2 separate regions of the Callithrix jacchus genome follow, and region 2 is linked to region 1. A link is a contact called in public Hi-C data. All regions are on one chromosome and are shown on one strand. Each heading gives the region's core, a stretch centred on a gene start, on an enhancer-like site or on the middle of the called end of the contact. The rest is flanking DNA. Distances are from core to core; before and after follow the strand shown. Region 1 overlaps UCK2 (uridine-cytidine kinase 2). Region 2 holds the start of RXRG (retinoid X receptor gamma).

The links. A called contact is a pair of places that touch in the nucleus more often than the background predicts.
Region 2: a Hi-C map of induced pluripotent stem cells shows a contact between it and region 1, with 5 times the contacts expected there. The contact joins the promoter of RXRG here to the enhancer-like site in region 1. A contact is called at or near these places in 3 of 3 Hi-C or Micro-C datasets (induced pluripotent stem cells and skeletal muscle).

The regions. Positions count from the first base shown.
Region 1 is chr18:35,928,196-35,933,080 of calJac240_pri, reverse strand. It overlaps UCK2 (uridine-cytidine kinase 2), which reads left to right. Exons shown (of 7, transcript XM_002760436.6): 7 at 100-4,031. The coding sequence ends at 239. Among named protein-coding and RNA genes, the nearest start is that of UCK2, 87 kb to the left of the region's middle. Within about 2 kb of position 3,605, at least 2 of the 16 cell types and tissues checked have an H3K27ac peak or open chromatin away from gene starts, as enhancers often do.
Region 2 is chr18:36,212,320-36,216,776 of calJac240_pri, reverse strand. It overlaps RXRG (retinoid X receptor gamma), which reads right to left and starts at 3,054. Exons shown (of 16, transcript XM_078355043.1): 1 at 3,013-3,054. It overlaps MGST3 (microsomal glutathione S-transferase 3), which reads left to right and starts at 3,135. Exons shown (of 6, transcript XM_035280028.3): 1 at 3,135-3,292. The coding sequence starts at 3,259.

The DNA of each region.
Region 1 (4,885 bases), core at 2,356-4,855:
GCCTGTGGTTCCTGCGTGTCCTTCCCCCACACAGACTCCCACACTCACCCCTGCACCCATGCCTGCGCTCGTAACGTTCTGCCGGTCTCTGCCTCACAGTGGCCATCAACCTCATCGTGCAGCACATCCAGGACATCCTGAACGGAGGGCCCTCCAAACGGCAGACCAATGGCTGTCTCAACGGCTACACTCCTTCACGCAAGAGGCAGGCATCGGAGTCTAGCAGCAGGCCGCATTGACCCATCTCCATTGGACCCCGGCCCCTATCTCCAGAAGACAGAGGAGGGTCAGGAGGCACTGCTCGTCTGTACATACTGTTTCCTATGACATTACTGTATTTAAGAAAACACCATGGAGATGAAATGCCTTTGATTTTTTTTTTTTTTTTTCTTTTTGTACTTTGGAACGACGGAATGAAACAGAACTTGACCCTGAGCTTAAATAACAAAACTGTGCCAACTACTACTGGTGATGCCTAATTATGAATCCGACGTGTAACCAGTTATAAATACATATATATATAAAAGGATCTATTTTTGTGTAAATGTACAAATACTGTAAAGCTGTTTGCCATAAGTATTTTGCAGGAGGATCTGTACTTGAGTGTTTTAGGACTGGAGCTGGAATTCCACCAAGGGGAACTTGCCTGTTGTGTCCCGGGGCGGGCAGGCTTGGGCATCTGTGAGAGACGGAGGGTGGCTTAGGTCCCATTGCTCTTGAGTGCCCCGTGGAACTAAATGGGAATGGGGTTAGAAACCCTTGATCGCCTCCTCTGTTACATACCACCCTTAGAGCTGGGGCTTAGTGCTATGTCAAAGAGAAATGCTTGTCTTTTTTTTTTTTTTTTTTGAGTTGAAATTAGGTAAAACCTCAACTCAAAAATCAAACTCAGGGAAGAGGCCCACTGAGGAGAACAAGTCTTCTGCGTTTTCCTTTTGCTCTGCTCCCATCCTCTTGCCTCTGGCTGTTTGGTAGCGTGGTGACTCCTTCTCACCATCCTGCTTCTCTGTCTCTCCCAGAAGCCAGAGCTGCCTCTCTTCCTCCCCTGGAAGAGATTTTATGGGATCGTTTTCTGATAGAAGATGAGAAGGAAGGGGCAGAATTGTGCCTGCTGTCATATCTGAAAAATCACTGGTTCTTTCAGCCTCCCAGGGATATAACTGATCTGACTCTGTGGGCTTTTTCCTGTATTGTGGAATACAGAGTGGCCCACTGCAGGCTGGGCTTGGGTGAGGGCTTCTGGTAACTGACACTGGCAGCAGCTCCTCACAGGGTGGCAGGGGAGCTCTGTCGGCAGACGGGTAGTAGTTTCTGTTTCCTGGAAGTTTGCAGCGAAGTGAGGAGAGTAACTTTGGTCAGTGATTCTCACTAGCAGCATCGTGGCCAGGAGGATTTACTTATTTGCAATACTGCCTAGTAGCTGTGGCAGCTGCAGAGGATGAAAGGGGCTTGGAAAAGCAATTTTTAAAAAGTATTTAAAAGGACAGTATTTAAATCATAGATACCTAAGTTGGAGTCTGAGGTTGAAATATTTGGGGTGGAAATTTCTAGCTTTCCTGAGAGCCGCTGCTTGGTGGCAACGTTTTCTCTGAAAGTACAGATTCCTGACATTCTGGGTGGACGGGAGCCCAAGTGAGCCCTGAAGGAGGTCTGATTATAGAGTCCTGAGCCTCAGTTTCTGACTGCAGAAGGGCCAGAGATTTTCATTTCAGTGTTGACCACCCTAGTGCTTGGGGGACTGTGTCCTTAACTATCCCATTGTGGCTGCCATTGCTAGAAACATTTTGGAGAACCTTCTCTTTCCATTGCCCTCAGAGCCTCTTTGAGCCATTCAGGTAACTGGTCTCCGCTACCACCTGGTCACACCAAGTTTTCCCTTCAGACTCAGCACCATCCAGTCTGATTTCCCTTTTCTGGGATCAGTTTGACTCTAAGTCTGTTTCGCTATTTCAGAAAAGTCAAACCTAGTCCTCAACAGAGCTTGCCACCCAGAGACGTTCAAGAGACCACGCAGGCTCTGAAAGGAGCTCCTAGTCACAGCCGCCTATTTGAACCAAGGGAAGGGTGCCAAGGTGCCTCCGTTGAAAGCCGGTGCTCACTGGGATGGCTGAATTCTGGAGTGTGTGTTTAGGATCAATCATTATTATCCTTGTAGTCATGCCTTGATCACTTCTGAGATGAAGCAGGGATCGCAGGCCTGGGTTAGCATCCTGAGGACACAGGGGGCCTGGCCTTGATGGCACAGGCTCTGCTCAGGTGAAGCCCACCCATGTCTGGGAGATAGCCTTGGTCTTTCAGTGGGCAGCGTGCTCAACTTTACTTGAAGCTCCCAGGTGCCAAACCATTTAGTGCCTTGGCTGTTTATCCCACTGCCTTGGAAGATGGACTCGTCTCATCTCTGAGCCTTTACCTAGCCGCTTCCTCATCTACCTGTGGTGTTGGGACCAAGCCTCCAATATCTCTGAGTAGCCCACTGCTAGCTTGGAAACAGCTATAGGGCTGCCCTGCCCCTTGTCAAATGATCACCAATTCTTGGTGGCTTGGCTAGGGACACTGAGCAGTGTCTGCTGGGGTCTGTGACACATTGTGTCTGGAGCAAGGAAGGGATGGAAGGCTCTACCCCTCCGTGGCAGCCCAGCATTTAGCCAACTCTGTATCTGAAATTGAGCTTTCTATGGAACAAACAATGGTCTTAGTTTTTTAAGAGTCTCTGGGTCTGATTCCATGGAGAGTTGGGAGTAGAATTATTAGTCCGGAAACTATGACATTTGCCATGTAGGTACTTTTTGCTGTTCAGGGAGGAGGCACAGATGAGCAGAGTGGGGTGATGTTGGTTGTATGTATATGGGAGTCCCCTGGCTCCAGAGCCGTCCCATGGTGCTCGGTTCTCTCCCTGCCCAGGTATTGTGTGTGGACCAAGTGCTTAGGAAACAAGCATAGAAGCATTAAGTCACAGGAAGGCCTGGCCTCGCACTCTTTCACACTGATGGGACGTCTACAGACCCAAGTTTCTTATTCTCAGGCAGCCTGAGACCACTATGAGCAGAGAGATGGGAATCTATGTAAGAAGGATACAAGGGTCCTTTGATTTGTAGTGGATAGAGGAGGCCCTTGCAAAGGCAGTGGGTTAAACAACAGGATGTCTGTGGGACAGGCCAGGGGAGGAGTGCAGAGACAGGGTCTCCAGTTCACCTTGCTGCAGAAGTAGCGTAATTGTCCCTGCTTCTGGTCTTGGCCACTTGGCAATCATGGGGAAGTTGACACCCTGCCTCACTTGGGCTTGGAGCTGGTTACTTGTGGCCACACCCGGGCTGGGCTGCCAGAGTTGCATTAGGCTGCTGGGTTGGGCTGGAGGCTTGTGCACACCTCGGAGCCGTCGGACAGCTGGAGGGCTGGGAGCCTGCTTGGTTTGTATGTAACTTCCCTTGCTAACCTCCTGCACTTTCCTTGACTTAGCAATCTTGCCCTGCACAAGCCCCCACGGCTATTGGAGGGAAGTAGCCTCTTGCAGGGAAATATTTTCCTCTGCCCTGGAATCTCCTGTGTGCCTGTTAAAGATTCCAGGGCCAAGAACTGGGCAGGCTAAGGAACAGCTAGGAAGGTGGGTTCTGGCCTTCAGGACTGCTTCCTGAAGGGACCACCTTCTCTACCACCCTTGCCCTTTACACTGCTCAGGGCGGGCGGGGGGAAGCACTCAAACAAAACAAGGAACTAACTGGCAAAGGCATAAGTGGATGCATCCAGAGCCCAGTCCCCTTTCATCTTGTCTCTGGGCCTTCTGCCGCCCTCCTCGTACTGGGGACTGGCATTCCAGGTCAGCTTTGCTGTCGTCTTAGAGGCAGGGAGTGCCTACCCAGTCCTGCCACAGGAGCAGGGTGAGTAGCTAAATACAGACTTAGGCTTTCCCCCGCCCCCCTTTTAAGATGCTTGCTCCTCTCCCTTTTCTTTTTACCTCCCTACCTTTATTGTTAGTGGTTACGAAATGACCACACATTATGTACTTTGCTGTAAATAAAGATGAACAAAAAGGATGTGGCTCTCGCCTTCTGTGTGGTGCTCAGCCCAGAGCAGCGACAGAGTCCTGGCTGTGAGGCCGGAGTGGCTCAGGAAGGGCCATGCTGTGCATGTGCGGTGTAGATGTGGTCACCAGGCCTGCTGTCACGAAGCCTCAAGATCCTGGGGTGTATGAGGGGCAGACCCCAGGCCTCATCTGCGCTCAGATACCAGTTCAGGTGAGCGGACTTTCAGTTACTGTCAAGTGCAAAGCCTGGGCCAAGATTTCTGGGAGCCTTTGGTTCTTAGGACATTCGGGTGCTGTGCTCCCCGACGCCATCTACTTTATCCGGCCTCTGCCCCCATTGCCTTCCTCAGGCTGGTGACCCAGCCCCTCCCTTGCTCAAACAAACCCTTTTAAAGTATAAACCCTTTTGAGGGAGGTGGGTGGAAAATGAGGAAAATTTACATGGAAACAATGCAAAGAATTGCAGGTCACACACAAGGCACACTGCGTACTCTGCAGTGAGTGAATGTGCGTGTATGTTCATCCCTGTTTGTCAGACCTAGAACACCCACCAAAGGTAGAAAAATGATTGGCTTTTGGTAGGGTGTGGTGGCTCATGCCTATAATCCCAGCACTTTGAGAGGCCAGGGCAGGAGAACTTCTTGACGCCAGGAGTTCAAGACCACCCTGGGCAACAGAGCGAAACCCCATCTCTACTAAACAAAAATTAGCCAGGTGTGGTGGTGTATGCCTGTAATCCTAGCTAGTCGGGAAGCTGAAGCATGAGAATTGCTTGAACCCAGGAGGCAGAAATTGCAGTGAGCCAAGATCACACCATTACACTCCAGCTTAGGCAACAGAACAAAAAAAAAAAAAAGGAAATAA
Region 2 (4,457 bases), core at 1,805-4,304, 280 kb before region 1:
CCCTCACGATGCTGAGTTTCCAGACAGGAGGAGGATGGACTAATTAATTTCTCAAGTTCACCTTCAAAACCAGACTCTGATCCCACACTTTCAGAATAAGGGAACATACCCAACAAGTTAAATAACCCTGGTCTGAGGATTCCTAGGAACCCATTTGAACAGTGCACAATGCAAACACAACAGATATCTTCTGCCAGCTCTTTTCCATTTTCTCTGCTATGTGTGATATTTTCCATGGATGAGACCAGAGATGTTTGGTTGTAATGACTGTCAGATGTTTAAACAATTTTGTTGCTGAAACATGATAATTTCCAGAAGCCCCTTTTCTGTACACGGTTTCTTTTGCTAAGACCCACCACAAAGAAAATGAGTTGTACAAGAAGAATGGCAGAAGATCTGGAAATTAACCAGGAAAATGGACCATAACATGCTTCAAACAAAACAAAAAAATTATTAATAGGAAACAGGCCAGTTTCTAAGGGTCATGGAAAGAATACACATTGGGTTTCCAGCATCTGGCTATGTTTCAAAGTCAGTAACCTCCAACTTGTCAGGGAGGATTGTGGTTAATGCTGTGAAAGACATGTGCTGAAAGATTTCTAGTTGCCCTTAAATTCCTGAATTTCTAGTCAGGATATCATACCACACATGTGCAAAACAGAAAAGTCTGGTAAAGTCTAAGTGGGTCCTGCTGTAAGTATATAAAATCTTAACTTATAAAATCAATACATTAGGTAATCACTTATAACAAAAAAGGATTAACTTGAAAATATTTTTAAATAAAATTTTCCCTCTTCATATAGTAGGTTGAATTGTATGAAACTGCAAATATTTGACTCTTTTTGACCCAAAACCCCCCAAATTCTGGCGATTCAAGCTATACATTTCATTAACAACATCGGTACTAAAAATTTAAAGAATATTAGGAATCCCTACAAATTGCAAGGTTGCAGAAATAAAAAATTTTTTAAATTCTCAAATTACAAAGATTTTGTTCAATGTTTTCCATTTTTATCTATATATTTTTTTCAGGGATGTATCTAAAGCCTTGTTTAATCTGAATACCACAATATCTAATCAGTGATGACTAAGAAGAATTCTTTTTTTTTTTTTTTTTTTTTTTTTGAGACAGGGGCTCACTCTATAGTCCAGGCTGGAGTGCAGTGGTGAGCACAATTTTGGCTCACTGCAACCTCCACCTCCCAGGGTCAAGTGATTCATGTCTCAGCCTCCCTGGTAGCTGGGATAACAGGCGTGTGCCACCAAGTCCAGCTAATTTTTGTATTTTTTGGTAGCTATGGGGCTTCATCTGGACTAAGAATTTCGGTAATAAATTTGGCAATGCTTAAAATAATAGGAATACACTCCATATTTATATGTTTTTTATATTCTAAAGTAGCTTTAAATGAAATGACTCTATTAAGCCATTTCCTCAAATCATTTGTGTGAAAATGAGAGAGATAGAAAAGGGAGAGAGAGAAGGAAAGAAGGAAAGATGGACTAATTTTAACTATCAGAATTTAGACATCCTAATGAGGATTGCTTTTCAAAGACACCCCTTGGAAGCTACATATCTAATTCCAGGTGACACTACCACACTGATCAGAATGTTCATGGAAATCCTCTTTGGAATCACTTTTCAAGCTACATAAGAAAACCCGTACATTCCTTAATAGTCATATTTTTTCTTTTTCTTTTTAAATTCCAAAATGGGGTGCCCACCTAGCTCAGTTAGTAGAACAGGAGACTCTTAATCTCAGGGTGGTGGGTTCAAGCCCCACATTGGGTGCTGTTTCCCAGCACTCTGGGACGCCAAGATGAGCAGATCACTTGAGCTCAGGAATTTGAGACCAGCCTGGCCAACATGGCAGAACCCTGTCTCTACAAAAAAAAAAAAAAAAATTATTCAGGTGTGGTAGCGCATGTCTGTAGTTCCAGTTACTTGGGAGGATGAGGTGGGAGGACCACTTGAACCCAGGAGGTGGAGGCTGCAATGAGCCCAGAGTGCCACTGCACTCAAGCCTGGGTGACAGAGTGAGACCCTGTCTCAAAAAAAATAAGGAAAAAAAATAAGGAAAAAAAACCCAGCCTTTTGATCTACTTAGTTCCAAATGCTTTTTGACTATTTGCTAAAATATATACATACATGCATACATCAAAACAAAAACGACTCAGGAAAGGGAAATATTTTTACACTGAGGATATCCAAGAATGCTGGGTACATTATTCCACTTTCCCTTTTTGTCTGCTTATTACCCACCTCCTCCATCAGTGCCCTCCACCTTCTGACAGAAAACCAGGTCTTTTCTCTTTAAACCAAGGGGATTCAAAATGATATGGGGGGAATGTCCCTTACAGTGGCCAGCCGCAATCCCACGAGGACTTCAGCATATTCCTTTACTCCTTCTGCGTCTTTTAACATATCTGAAAATAAAAAGTAGGTAAACTGTACCTACTTTTCAGAATGTGGCAGGGATTCGAGGTGTTATCTCTCTATGTAGAAGGAAACACTTTAGGCTCCCAAGTAACAAAATGTAAATGTCTAGCAAGTATTAAAAAAAAACACACACACACAGTAGGAAAGGTATTTTTCTCATATAAAAGGCCAAAAGTAAGGAAGTGACAGAAAGGCTGAATGCCGACCTTTTCAGAGTTTACGTATTTTAAACAATTACACTGAAATTACACTGACCCATAAAATAAAAGTATTTCTTGTGCCCCTGTCAAAAGCAAGTGGGTTTTTACTTCAAGGGTGAATAATAATAATGCTTTGGGGATGACGAATAAAAGAGCTTCCCCTGACTGGCCGAGGTGAAGCCATCGGGGCTATCCCACCTCTCCTCGTCGATCTGGAAGGCTTCCTGAAGGAACTGGGGTTTGTGTCCCTGGCACTCCGGGGACCTGCTTCGGGCTCAGCGCGCTGCCTGGGGGCCTCCGCGCTCGCTCTGGCAACAGGCCGCCCCGAGTCGCGGCCAAAGTCCCTGCTATGCAGACCTAGGCGACCGCACTTACCAAGCGCGAGGAGTCGGCCCAATGAGCTCCGCCCTCTCCAGCGCGCTTTCCGTGATCCACCAATCAGGTGCTGCTACAAAAGCCCGAGCTGAGTGGTCAGCTTCCCTGGGAGGGCGGGGTTTAGGGAAACAGAAACTGGACGGAAAAGGGGGCTGTTTTTCCCCTTGCCTGTGACATGGATGTTAGTGACTAAAGATCAAAATTCCAGTTAAAGGAGGAGCCGAGACTTGTAAGCCGACTGTTACTATGGGGCCAAGAGAGAGGTTTCAGAGGAATCCCAGTAAGTGAGAGTGCTGGGATGTGGGAGGGGCCCACGGAGTCCCCCTGCGTGTCTGAGATCACACCCTGCTGGGTACCCTGCCGGAGTGTGCTGGAGGAGGTGACTGGATCAAGACTCCAGAGTTTGCTCCTGAGATGGAAAAACAAAACAACCCAATAATAATACTAATAATGACAGCCCTGGGAGGGGACGGTTGCAACAGGTCTTATGAGAAAGTAACTGTGGAGGTTCAGGGAAGGTGTGGGCATGTTGGTGAAGTAAGGTTGTGAGTGGAAGACGAAAATGCCGCTTCTGGGGAAGAGAATACCGTCAGAAGGAAGGAAAGGAAGGAGGGAGTGCGAGGGGAGGGGAGATCAAGGGAGAGGAGGAAAGGAGAGAAAAGAAGGGAGAGGCGGATAGGGGAAGAGGGAAGGGAATACGTTGAGGTGATTGGTATTCTGCCAATCCCATTCTGCATGCTAGTGAGACCTAGCAGGGACTAGAGTTTCAGGAAGTAAATATGAGCATAATGAAGGATAACAGAGAGGAAAGAAAAAGGAAATAATTGAAAAGTTTGAAAGAAGAAAAGCAGCAGCTGAACCAGTCTGGGGGGTGCGGGGGATAGAAGGAAATTAAAATTATCTAAGCTTCTGTTTCATGGATAGAAGGACGATATTTTCTGGCCCATTATCAGGATACAAGTTGAAAAAAAAAGCTATTGAACTTGTGGGGAAAGTGGCTGGTTTAAATTAGCCCTGCCCCTGAAAATCTAAGCTGTGTTTGTGGGTCTTATGGTTGAGTTAACTCATAGGCCCAGGAGAGGAAGGATGAAAGGATGCCTGGATGACCCGCAAAGAATTTGCATCAGGTCAACACGCAGAGCATGTATGCTACTTTCTTCAGAAACCTTCAGGAGTCATAGACTACGGTCAGTTCTTTGTCGGAATTACTTTAGATTTACTACAGTTGTTTTCTCAGCAAATGCACATAAAGCATGGAATTGTTCTTAGCTGTGCAGACCTTGTCTATTTTCTGAAAGGAATAACAATACTAACTTTTAACGCCCTACATACATGACATCTTTGTACTTTTCAAATCACCGTGTTACCCCCTTCCCTTCTCCTCTGACAGTGCCTGGCTGAATCTCTCCTATTCTCACAATGGCTTTGCCTCCATTCCACTGAGG